Linked DNA regions of Mus musculus: regions 1 and 3 are each linked to region 2. Evidence: chromatin contacts called from public promoter capture Hi-C data. All regions are on one chromosome and are shown on one strand. Each heading gives the region's core, a stretch centred on a gene start, on an enhancer-like site or on the middle of the called end of the contact. The rest is flanking DNA. Distances are from core to core; before and after follow the strand shown. Region 1 holds the start of Tmx1 (thioredoxin-related transmembrane protein 1). Region 2 holds the start of Nin (ninein). Region 3 holds the start of Cdkl1 (cyclin-dependent kinase-like 1 (CDC2-related kinase)).

The links. Capture Hi-C pulls out chosen DNA fragments and counts their contacts.
Region 1: a promoter capture Hi-C map of adipose tissue shows a contact between it and region 2. The contact joins the promoter of Tmx1 here to the promoter of Nin in region 2. A contact is called at or near these places in 9 of 39 promoter capture datasets (the 3T3-L1 cell line, the C10 cell line, the HPC-7 cell line and 5 more), 1 of 484 Hi-C or Micro-C datasets (embryonic stem cells), 6 of 115 datasets of contacts at active chromatin or transcription factors (the SCID.adh cell line, acute myeloid leukemia, astrocytes and 2 more) and 4 of 9 other capture datasets (adipose tissue, embryonic stem cells, liver and 1 more).
Region 3: a contact with region 2 is called in a promoter capture Hi-C map of liver. The contact joins the promoter of Cdkl1 here to the promoter of Nin in region 2. A contact is called at or near these places in 5 of 39 promoter capture datasets (the 3T3-L1 cell line, the C10 cell line, liver and 2 more), 3 of 115 datasets of contacts at active chromatin or transcription factors (embryonic hindbrain, neural tube and stem cell-derived neural progenitor cells) and 2 of 9 other capture datasets (adipose tissue and liver).

Annotation. Positions count from the first base shown.
Region 1 is chr12:70,451,888-70,455,815 of GRCm38.p6, forward strand. Tmx1 (thioredoxin-related transmembrane protein 1) reads left to right here and starts at 1,267. Exons shown (of 8, transcript NM_028339.1): 1 at 1,267-1,433. The coding sequence starts at 1,282.
Region 2 is chr12:70,100,503-70,104,116 of GRCm38.p6, forward strand. It overlaps Nin (ninein), which reads right to left and starts at 2,352. Exons shown (of 29, transcript NM_001081453.1): 1 at 2,149-2,352. The coding sequence starts at 2,331.
Region 3 is chr12:69,788,131-69,792,053 of GRCm38.p6, forward strand. It overlaps Cdkl1 (cyclin-dependent kinase-like 1 (CDC2-related kinase)), which reads right to left and starts at 2,577. Exons shown (of 10, transcript NM_183294.2): 1 at 2,513-2,577; 2 at 1,857-2,134. The coding sequence starts at 2,024. 4930512B01Rik (RIKEN cDNA 4930512B01 gene) reads left to right here and starts at 2,214. Exons shown (of 8, transcript NR_033573.1): 1 at 2,214-2,321.

The DNA.
Region 1 (3,928 bases), core at 17-2,516, 350 kb after region 2:
AAAAGTAGATCCTGCTGGTCTACACTGCACCTAGAATAATGACTGAGGCTGCTTGTGCCCAGGAGAGTCAGTTCTGAACTCTCCCCAAAGAAATGACTTTATTAAATAAGAGTATGGAGAAACGGTCAGGCCTAAAGTCACTCCAAAAAAATAAAAAAAGTTTTCCTTAAGTAAGAACAAGATGCCAGTGCATAAGCCACTTAGTTCACCAGAGAGACCTAAGAAAAGAGACAGTGAAGAATCATCCTGGGCTTAAAATAAATTTCAACCACTGACCTCAAAACCATCTGCCAAAATGTATTAGGCTGTGGAACAATGTATGCTCTGAGAATTAAAACAAAACAAAAACAAGTTATCGGTGAGCACTTCATGTAATATTACAGCTGGAAATAAGTGAGGCAAACACATCCCAAAAAGTGATATGGAATGAGCCCTGCTAAAACCACTATCGCCCAGATGACCCACCCAGGGCTGTAATCTCTGAGAAACAGACTTCACTAGAATTGCCTTGCCAACTCACTAAACAATCAAACAACAAGAGGAACAGAAGATGGAGAGCCACAAGGGGAATCAACATCTAGAATTACAGACCCTAAAACCCTAGTTTCCAAGAAGAGATTTTTGAGTTGTGCAAAGACAGGAAAATATAACCCATATACAGGAAAGCAAAGAACAGGCAATAAAAACTACCTCGGAGAGCCAGGGGGTGACAAAGCCTCATTACGAATGTGTTAGAGGAAATTCGGGGACTCATGCTTAAAGAGTTAAAATAAGTCAGTCAACAGGGACAACACAAGATTCAATTAGTAAAGTAGCCAGGACAAAAAGTAGATGCCTGTTTGCCTAGGGCCAGGGTAAAGGGGCTGGTGACCTCCTCCTACATTCGTCTAACTGGTGATATTTTGAAAGGGGAAAGTTCCTGAGAAAACTGTCATAGTGACCTTACTAGGCACTGGTGGGCACGACAGGGTCACTCATCTCTAGAGCATCACCCTGATCCCTCCGCCTACCGCCCCTTCTAGGGCTTTTCGAGGGACCACAGCCGGCAAGCGCCTCTTCAGTCGTGAGCTCCGAGATAGACGCATTTCCCGCTTTCCCTCTCCATCTCCCGCAGGAGGAACAGGGCCCGGACATGCGCACTGAGTTGCTGGCGGGGAGTGGGTGGGGCTCGCGCGCCTGGCTGGCTCCTTGTGCGCATGAGCGGAGCGGCCGCCAGAGCGGAAGTGGAGCTGCGGCGGGGAGGTGGAGCGGGAACGCGCTGAGGCTGGGTGAGCGGCTGACATGGCGCACTTGGGGCGTCTTATGGTTCCCCTGGCAGCTCTGGTCCTGCTGCTCTGGGCGGTCCCTGGGGCCCACGGACGGCGGAATAACGTGCGCGTCCTCACCGATGAGAACTGGACGTCGTTGCTGGAAGGAGAGTGGATGATAGAATTGTGAGTGCGGGGCGCTTGTCTGGGTGGCGGTGGCCTCCGCCGCCCCGTCCCTCAAGCTGGACACCTGACCAGCCCATCTTCCTCGGCCAGGTCTTGAGGTCCCAGCCTTTGCCGCCCCCAGCTCCAGGGTCATTTCCTAACCGGGAATATTACTTTTCTATCTAAGCGTGCACTGAGCCTCGTCGTTGCTAAGCACTGTGGTGCGATTAAAGGATTACGAGCTACATCGAATTCTCTGGAACAGACTAGCGGATTTGAGGGTGGGATTGGGTTGCGATGGAGGTCTTGGCTGTTTCTATAGACTTTTAGTGATCTTTTGTAGACATCCAGACTTTAAGTCTCCAAATTTTTACAAAAGTTGATATTGAACAAAATCTTGCTTTTAACCTGTCATTCGGAAATTGCTATGTTTATTCGGAAATTGGTATTTGTAATGCCTGAATTTTGAGCTCTTTATTTATTTTTATTTTGTGAGTTAGTTTTTTTAAATTGTAAATGCCAAATAAATGGGAATATATTAAAATCTTTATTTTCTTTTTTTTTCTTCTTGCCTACATTCATTTCTTTTGATATGAACCTCATTTTTCCTTGACCGGTGCGTTTGCAATTTAGAGAATGGCTTGAATTGTGATTTACAGGCCTGCGAATGGTATTGCACATGCATTAGTATGATTATTGATAGGCCCTTTAAATACTCCAGTTCATCATTTACTATTCAAACAAAATCACTTATCTTGTGTGATAATTCTACTTCAACAGTGTCCGCCGTCCTGCTGCTGTAGGAAATAAACTACCTTTGGCCTTTGTCTTAGATGATAAATTAGTGGAATGGTTAATTGACAGTGTTCCTGATACGGCATTATTGATGTGGCGAAAGCACCACCATTGAATGGTCATTGTTTACTGACACTACCCAGTATCTTTACATATGTTTTGGGGTGGGTAATTATTCTACATAATTCCTTATAGTAGATAACCACTCCCATCCCCTGCTTTACCGATTGGCCTGTTCAGATGCTGTCATAGTAGCTTTGTTGGGCTTCAAGAGTAAATATATGCAAGCGTTGTTAGCAACCCTTAAGCAAGATTCTGGTGTTTGCCTATGTTGTGATTGTGTTTAGGGCTGTACACTAAGGAAGAGGTGGAAGTGAACATCCTCAAGAGAGAACCTGGGTGAGGTCCATGATACCTGAGTTGTGAAACAAGAAAAAGGAGATTGCAGTAGGGAAGACGTTTAGTGTACTGACAGTTGGCCGTTCACTGAAGTCAGTTTTCAGGAGAGGAACGCTAACCAGTGCTGTTAGTTTTCAGTCACTGTCATGAATAGGCAGGAGTGACATGATATGTAAAATATAGTCAAATATTACAGAAAGATACCTATAAGCTTTCTTTTGTCACACTGTAAATATCCACAAAGGGTATAAAGGGGACCTACAGTAGCATAATGCTGAGATAAAAACATCCATCTGAAATGACAGGGTCCCATGCTTCCCTTTATCTTTGGCTAAAATTTGGGAGTTTAAAGAAGCTCTTAAGGGCATGGAGGGGTGGTGCTGGAAGGGGTCATCTATCAGGATGTAAAGTAAATAAATAAATAAATAAGGGGAGGAAGCTCTTAAAAAGCATTAGGAAACAATACACTTGATAGTCATAATATTCCTTAGCTACAAATGAGTTCTCTGCAGATTCACTTCTGATGAGCTTTGTTATAGAGCTGCTTCTGTAGTTTTACTGTTAAAGAGTTTGGCTTTGGTATGGAACACTGGTTTTGCTTTCTCTACATGCCTGCTTTAGAAGCTTAATTTTTCTAAAACAGTTCAGAAGTGTTTGAATATGCGTAGGCTTCATTCTTCCCGGTTGCAAATTACAACGGGCAATGAAATGGAAAACAAAATTCTAAGGAAAAACTTGGACCTGCAAAGATAGTGAGTTTCAGAGATGTGTTTCGAGTACTGGCGCCCTTGGCTGTTGGTATCATGGTGCTAGCCAATAGAGTTGCGTCTCCTCTGCTCGGTATCTGTGTGAGGGTTAGGTTTAGAGTAATATTTATACATAAGAATGTAGGCCTCCAGCTTCGGTTACTGTGAAGAACCTGCCTTGCTGAGGCAATCCCTGATGGCGAGCGATTCTTCCCAGCAGTGATTGTATACCGGTTGCAGCATGTAGAGCCCAGGTACTCCCTGTTTTTCCAATACTTTGCTCATGACCCTGCTTGTAAAATTACTTAACATGGTGAGCTTAAACAAACAAAACTTTCTGGTTGCCATGTTTTAATTGGAAAATCTAAAGGTTTTGGAAGAGCTGTTTGACATCTTAGAAAGTTCACGTGTATTTAAGAATGTATTCTCAGGCCTGCTTTTTTTTTTTTTTTTTTTTTTTTTTTTTTTAAATGTGGTTCTGTTGAGCATTTCTTCACGTCCACATTGCCAGGCTCATGCTTTCAATTTTTTTCATCTGCGTAAAATTACCCAGTTTGTTTCCTTGTTCAACCCAAG
Region 2 (3,614 bases), core at 1,102-3,601:
AAAAAAATTAACTATAGTTGGTAATGATTAACAAAATATTTCAAAAAAGATAATAGAAAAGATTTCTAGTGCTCCCAACACAAGAAAATGCCAGTCAGCTGACCTCATCATGATGCATGACACTCATGTATTAAAATTCCACAGATCAGTATGCATAGTTACTATGTGTCATCTAAAATTATGTTAATTTGTAACACAGCTTAACATTGTATGATCCCTCCTCAGTGTTTCCTGAAGGTGACACATAGAATGGCTCCAGGATTTAGTGCTTTACAACTGAAAATTACAAACCATGCATGAGACATCGTCACAGAAAGAACATGGCCAACGCAATCAACCGAGGAGAATAATTCAGTTTCATAAAGATGCAAATTTAACCATACTGTGTTAATTCATGACAATGCTGTCTCTCAAGACAAACACCGGGGGCCTCCCACATGAAATCAATATGCAGACATCTATTTGACTTTATCACCGGCTCACTAAGTAAATACCACACTGTAGACCACTTAGGTACTCACTATTCAGGCAAATAGCCGGTAAAAAGCAGGTTGATGGTGTCAAGCCATTAACAAATCAATCGATAACTGCTCCCTGGTCTGGGCTAACATCTGGAGAGCAAATTGTAAGCCAGCTGCTAGAACAGAATCTTTGTGCAGTGGAGGATCCCCTTGTACTCTGAGAGGGGTTCTCAGGGAGACCATCGGCCAAAGCCTGGCTCCTTGTGCTTTTTGAAGCACTAACAGCAACTACGCCTCCATCCCAAAGGCCTGCAACCTGAGGACCACACTGGGAGATGCTACTCTGTTCTCCACTATGCCCAAAACCCTGGAGCACATGAAATAGAGTAAATGGTTTGACCTTGCATATTGCTGTTTTTACTATTTTTCCAAATGAGTCGTTTTAGCATTTTCTAGGAAATACTCATATACTCACAAACATTTAATCTTCCTCAAAGTGATCAAGAGTGGCCCTACTTTTTGCAACAAAATCTTCTTTTTCCTGAAGTGTGAACTATTTGGCCTCACATGTCAATCCCCCAATATCCTTTTTTTCTTTATGCTTCATGGTTAGTGCTGTGTCTGCCTCCTTCATGTGACACGCATCTAATACTTCTATGCCTTGGGACACTTATCCACATGTCTGTTGGAAGACCGTGAACAAGGAAGGAGGAGGAGGTGCATCTGGCAAAATCAAACGACGCTTCAGGACTGTTTCCCGGAGTAACAGCGCAGGACAAACCTGTGTACTGGGTGTCGCCATTAGCAACATTTTTCTTCATTTTGCCTGGCCTAGAGCCAAAAGGTGGGGAGGGGGGAACTCTACACAAAGCATTGTAAAGGAGGTTGAACTAAAGGCATTCTCAGACTGCAACAGACTATCTGTCCTTCTCACTGCTAGGGACTTGGGACAAGTTGGGGGGTGGGGGGGGACGGACCTCTTTCCTCTTTCTCTTGCCTGAGACTTAATCTAGGGGAAAAGCATGGCCTGGCCAAACGTGGAAGTTAACCAGTTTGCACACACACTCGCCATGCATGTTGGGTTGGACTGGAGACAGCCTCTGCTTTGTGTACTTCCTGTCTTCCTTCCTGAACGGAAGATTCAATCTTCACCTCAAAATGACCCACACAAAAACCAGCTTTTAGAAGATCATTCAGAAAACCTACTTCTACTTCCTGTGAAGGGCAGCTGTCTTCCCGCCTTTCTTTCTTTTCCAATGAAATCTCACCCACAAAGAACAAGGAAAAAAAGTCTGAGCCGGGCGTGGTGGAGCACTCCTTTAATCCCAGCACTCGGGAGGCAGAGGCAGGCGGATTTCTGAGTTCGAGGCCAGCCTGGTCTACAAAGTGAGTTCCAGGACAGCCAGGGCTACACAGAGAAACCCTGTCTCCAAAAAAAAAAAAAAAAAAAAAAGTCTGGGAAACAGTCAATTTCTCCTGTTACCCATAATGCTCAGTGTACAACTTAATTCCAAGTGCAGACTAAATCTAGCATTGCCCTTATCACGAGAGCAAACTACACGCCCCAGGCTAACGGCCAGGTTGCAAGAGACAAGTTGCAACACACCTGTGGCTTGCCACCAACCCCAGTACTCTGACAGAAACCGCGCCCCACTTCCAACCAACTCTGTTCTTCCCCAGATCTTACCCTGCCCAAGAGGTTGTCCTGGAGTAGCGTCTGTTGCAGCACCGGGCCCACATCCTCCAAGCACAGCACGTGGCAGAGGTCAGTGAGCTCCTCTTGACCCAGAGACCCAGTTCCCAGGGTGTCAAAACTGTCAAACAGCTCCTTGAGTCGGGCTTCATGCTGGTCCTCCTCCACCTCATCCATCCCATAGCCCACAGCGCTCACCTGTGTGGGACATGAAGGAAGACAGGTTGGGACAGGTCACAATTGGACGGACACATGAATCTTCCCCAGCTCTACCTGGACACACACATCTCCCCCCCCCCCCCCCAAGTCCCATCAGCCACTTGGAACACTCTGCAGCAAGGCCCTGCCTGGCCAGTGGTACTTGTACACACACCAGCACGAGGGCACAACTGTACCGCTACAATGGAGTAGCATTCCTAGCAGGAAGGGTTTAGGCAGGCAGTCCTCCTCCTTCCTGACAGGCAAATGGCCTGTCTCACACCTGAAAGGGTTTCTCACCTATCAGCCTGGGGACTCAGGAAAGTGAAAGTCTCTTCTACCAGCCGGTCAGGTCAGATGAGATAATTATTAGTATTCAGTCACTACGGTGGTCAGAGCTGCCAGACAAGTCAGCAAGCTGTAGACAACCTCCCCAGATGCTGGGATCTGAGGTGTGGCCAACTTTCACTCCATTCAGCCTAGGTATTCCACATCACAGCTACATCAGAGGCACTGGCTGAGCCATCTCCCTATTTATGCCACCCAGAAGCCTTTGATTCAAAAAGCAGCTCAATTAGCCCTGCTGGTGCAATTACACACAGCAGGCAGAAAGTATTCCCCCAAGGCTCTCTTTTGCCCCAGGGTGTTCTAGGTAATGCTTAGTTGCCTAGAGAAAGGGTAAAACACCGCCCACCTTTCCTGAGGAGCCACTGGCTGTTTTGGGAGAGTTGAACAGCATCTCTGAACTCCTCCACCGCCAGCAACTCACGCTTCATTCCCGACTGCTCAGTCTTTCATTACTGATTCCCGGGTCCCAGCCTTTCACCCCCCCCCTAGAATCAGTAAAAACCTGACATCACCAAAAGCTTTCAGTCATCTTTTGCTAAAAATAAAACCACACAAATCCAGGTATTTTACTTCAAGGATAAGATGTTCACAGGCCGGGCGTGGCGGCGCACGCCTTTAATCCCAGCACTTGGGAGGCAGAGGCAGGCGAATTTCTGAGTTCAAGGCCAGCCTGGTCTACAGAGTGAGTTCCAGGACAGCCAGGGCTACACAGAGAAACTCTGTCTCAAAAAAAACAAGGAGAAAGAAAGAAAGGAAGGAAGGAAGGAAGGAAGGAAAGAAAGAAAGAAAGAAAGAAAGAAAGAAAAGAAAGAAAGGTAGATGGATCTCTGTGAGTTCACAGCAGCAGGGCATACAGAGCAAGTTCCACACAGAAAACCCTGTTTCAATTAAGAGAGAGAGAGAGAGAGAGAATG
Region 3 (3,923 bases), core at 1,327-3,826, 310 kb before region 2:
ACACCAGAAGTGAAAAGGGTGGTAGTAGGTAGATTTCACTCCACCTACTTCCCAAGAGCTGAGCTTGTGAAACATCTTTGCACAACACTCTTTTAAGGTACAGTTAGGCTCAGTAAGAATTATTGGATCAATGAAGAAAATATGACTTCATTTAACAAATCCTCAATTCACTTAGGTATCATATATTCACCGAGTACATACTGGATATTAGGAATATCATATAATTTTGAAGAGTTGGAGCTAAAGAGACATAAAACCAGTAATCTCCCACCACCTTACTCAGACTAGAGGAGAAACATTGAGCACCTGGTGTAGAGGGTGGGGGCTTCCTGCTTTCACACGCTCTGTGGTGTTCACCACACACCTCACATTGTTATTTATTTAGGTAGGTGAACACACAGTTGCTACACAGCACTGTGGGGTCAGAGGTCAACCTGGGGGCCTTGATTCTCACTCAGTTAGCATTGACTTGGAAGGAGAAACTCGGGGAGCTACACCTGGAAACACAGTGATAATAAAATGTGCTGAGATACACGTACCTGTGCTGGGAGGTCGGAGAGGACATTCTCTGAGCCAAAGAGAACAGCCACCGTGCTCCTGGGAACACTAATTTTGGTGGATGGAACACATAAGTGTTACTGTGTACCATGGAGGTCAGAGGACAACTTGGGGGAATCGATTCTCTCCTATCATGTAGGACCAAGGGATCAAATTGAGGCTATCAGTTTGGTGGTGAGCACATTTATGCACTGAGCCATCTTTCTAGCCTATTATTATTATTATTATTATTACTATTATTATTGAGTAAATCAACCCATTGAAGACTGGGAATGTGCCTCGGTGAGAGAAGGTTTTGTTAATTTGATAAAGTCTCTGGGTTCAATCCTTAACACCACAAAGTAGTAATAATATTGACAATGATGATGCTAAATAAAGAGTAAGGCAGCTATCAGCTTCTACTGAGAAAGTGGACATGGTCAGTGGCTCACGAGAGCAGAGTGCAACACTGGCTGTGTGGAGGAGAGTAGGCAGAGGACCCCAGCTGGGAACCGGCACAAACATTTGAGTTCACCCCTTCTGAGAGCATCATCCACTCATACACTTGGCCAGGGTCTGGACAGAACACCGAGGCCACACTTTCTGAAGCACAGTTGATTCCCCATGGGAGCCATCCATGGCCTGCCTCATCCTGCAGTAGCAGCTGCATTGCCTCTGAGAAATTCAGAGAAGCCTCTTTCCAGAATAAGAGGGAACACACTTTTGTCTTGTAATGAACACCTTTGTCCAAGGACCTAAGCTTAGATTCCAACACTCACAATAAATGCTGCCCGAGGGCAGCTGTCCACCTGCAATCCCAGTACTAGATCCTGGAGAGCACTGGCTAGCAATCCTAGTGAGACACTGTATCCATATACAAGGGGGAAAATGGTTGAAGAAGATGGCTAGTGTTAACCTTTGGCTTCCAAATGCCACACACACACACACACACACACACACACACACACACACATTTATGCGCGCACACATGAACACACATATACAGATGCATATATAGCCCAAGAAAACAGGACAATGGGTTAAAAATACAAAATGAAAACAAGCTGGAAGCTCAAAACTCAAAAACTCTAGCAAAGTCGAGTTGTTTTAAATTCTGCTTCTTAGAGACCCGTGAAAAGACTGTCTGCAGTTGACGCCAAGAGAGCCCCACACCTCTCCTGTCCACCTTCTTACTCTTACATAATCCGTTCTCTGCGCACAGACTCTGATTTGTGCCATTGAAGACAAAGGCTGTGTGGGAAGAGGGCAGAGCCTCAGCCCAGAGCATCTATCTAGCACAGAAAAAGCAAATTAGCTACCTTGAGCATGCGGATTTCTCGAAGGGCGATTTTCTTTATGACAGGGTCATCTTCGGTTTCCAGAAACCTCTTGATGGCCACGATCTGACCCGTGTCCCTGTTTCTGCACTTGAACACTACCCCATAGGAGCCTTCTCCAATCTTTCCAATTTTTTCATATTTTTCCATTACAGAGGAGGAGCAAGTCTTCTTGAGAACGGATTTTCATATAGTTTTTAAAGGTCGTTTATGAACTGACCTCTCTCGAGCCTCATCAAGTAAGGGCTGTCGTCCGCGATCTAGAGAAAACAAGGCGCGAGTTAAAGAATAAGGATCAGCCAGGTGTGGACTCCACCCCCACCCAGCAATGACATCGCGGTCAAGGCTGGGAGTCTACAGGTGGCTGCCATGGGTGACCTAATTTCAGTTGTCTGTTTCATTCCCTCGAGCTAAAGATGTAGCCAGCATCCAAAAACGAGCCGAGCTGTAAGATAATCTATCTTTTTAACGTTATGGTTCATACGATCTAAGACACTTGAGCTGGCTGGAGCACCAGGAAGGCGAAGGGCTTCCCCGGTTCTAGTTTCGGGTCTCAATTCCCTCCGGAAGAGGACACCGGCTGGGCAACCGGGCCCGTGGGGACTGCGGGAACTGCAGGGACTGTGGGGACCTCCCACCCTGACTCCTGAGGCGCCTCTCGGCCCAGCTCTAGCACAGCAGCCTGCAGCTCGGCTGGGTGACTGCTGCGATCCCCATGGGAACCGCGCCGGTTGGGCGGGGCCGCCCTCCGCCCTGCTGTACCCGCAGCCACTTGGCCGGGTCCCTGACCCCGCGCTGCAGGTCCAGAGGGTTTAAATCGTGGAAATCACAGCATGGAGAGTTTGCAGGGAGAACGCCTGCTCCCAGGCTGTCCTAGCAGCCTGCTCGGGCTAGGGTGACCAGGTCCATACCTTATTACGTCCACTCCTTGGTGTCCGTTCCTCGCCTGTGAACCCCGGAGGACAGCAATTGCTCGGTGCTGCAGCTTCGAAAAATGAATGAGAGAGAGTGAGGCAATAGAGGGAGGCAGGATGGCCTTCCCTCCCATGTAGTGGGGTCTTGGCGGTGCAGAGCCTGCTTTGATTGCCTTGACTCTTTCCCCAATCACCTTCTTATTGAACCTGTTTCAGTACAGTGACAGTGGCAGTTGATGGATGCAGGAAATCTTGAAATAAGGATCGCACAGACAGCCTCTACATTTTGTCAGCCCTTCCATCCCCTATGCTAGGCGCCGAGGTGCTTGTGTGCTGGCGGCAGGGCTACAGCAGAGAAAACGCACGATGTGAAACCTGGCCAACCCGGGGCAAGGAACGTGCGATGCAAATGTACACAGAGCTCAAGAGGAAGCTGGGTCTGGGCATACCGAGCGTGACGGCTGCCTGGCAAAGGGTAGAGGTATAATGAGTTACTAGAATAGACTCGTGGTGGTCTGGGACCCTCCCCAGAAATCATGTGCAAATGTGAATGCCTACTCTTTTTGACTTTTGTCTTCTCGATAGCTTTGCCTTGCCCAGAATATCGCGTACATGGAAACATACAGTGCACAGCTTTTATTGAGTCAGATTCTCACTTCACAGAATACATCTGAGAGCCACACACATCTTGCATTTAGCAGCAGTGTCTTCCTGTTTATTGCCGGGTAGCGTTCTGTTGTATGAACGTACTGACTGGTATTTATTTGTTTATTCAATCCTGGTTGAAGGATATTTGGATTGTTTCCAGTGTGGGGTGATTATACATGAAGCCGCTATAGACGCCGTGCATGGTGCTTTCTGTGAAGCCAGGTCTTCATTTTTCTTGGGGAAATCCTTAGCGGGAGACCTCTGCACATTGAGCTTATCTTTTCCATTTTACCTTCCCACCTGCAATGTCCCCAGTGCCCGGCATCCTTGCGGTCCTTTTGGCTTTAACTATTTTTTAAAAATATTTATTTATCTATTATTACATGTAAGTACACTGTAGCTGTCTTCAGACACTCCAGAAGAGGGCGTCAGGTCTCATTACGGATGGTTGTGAGCTACCATGTGGTTGCTGGGATTTGAACTCAGG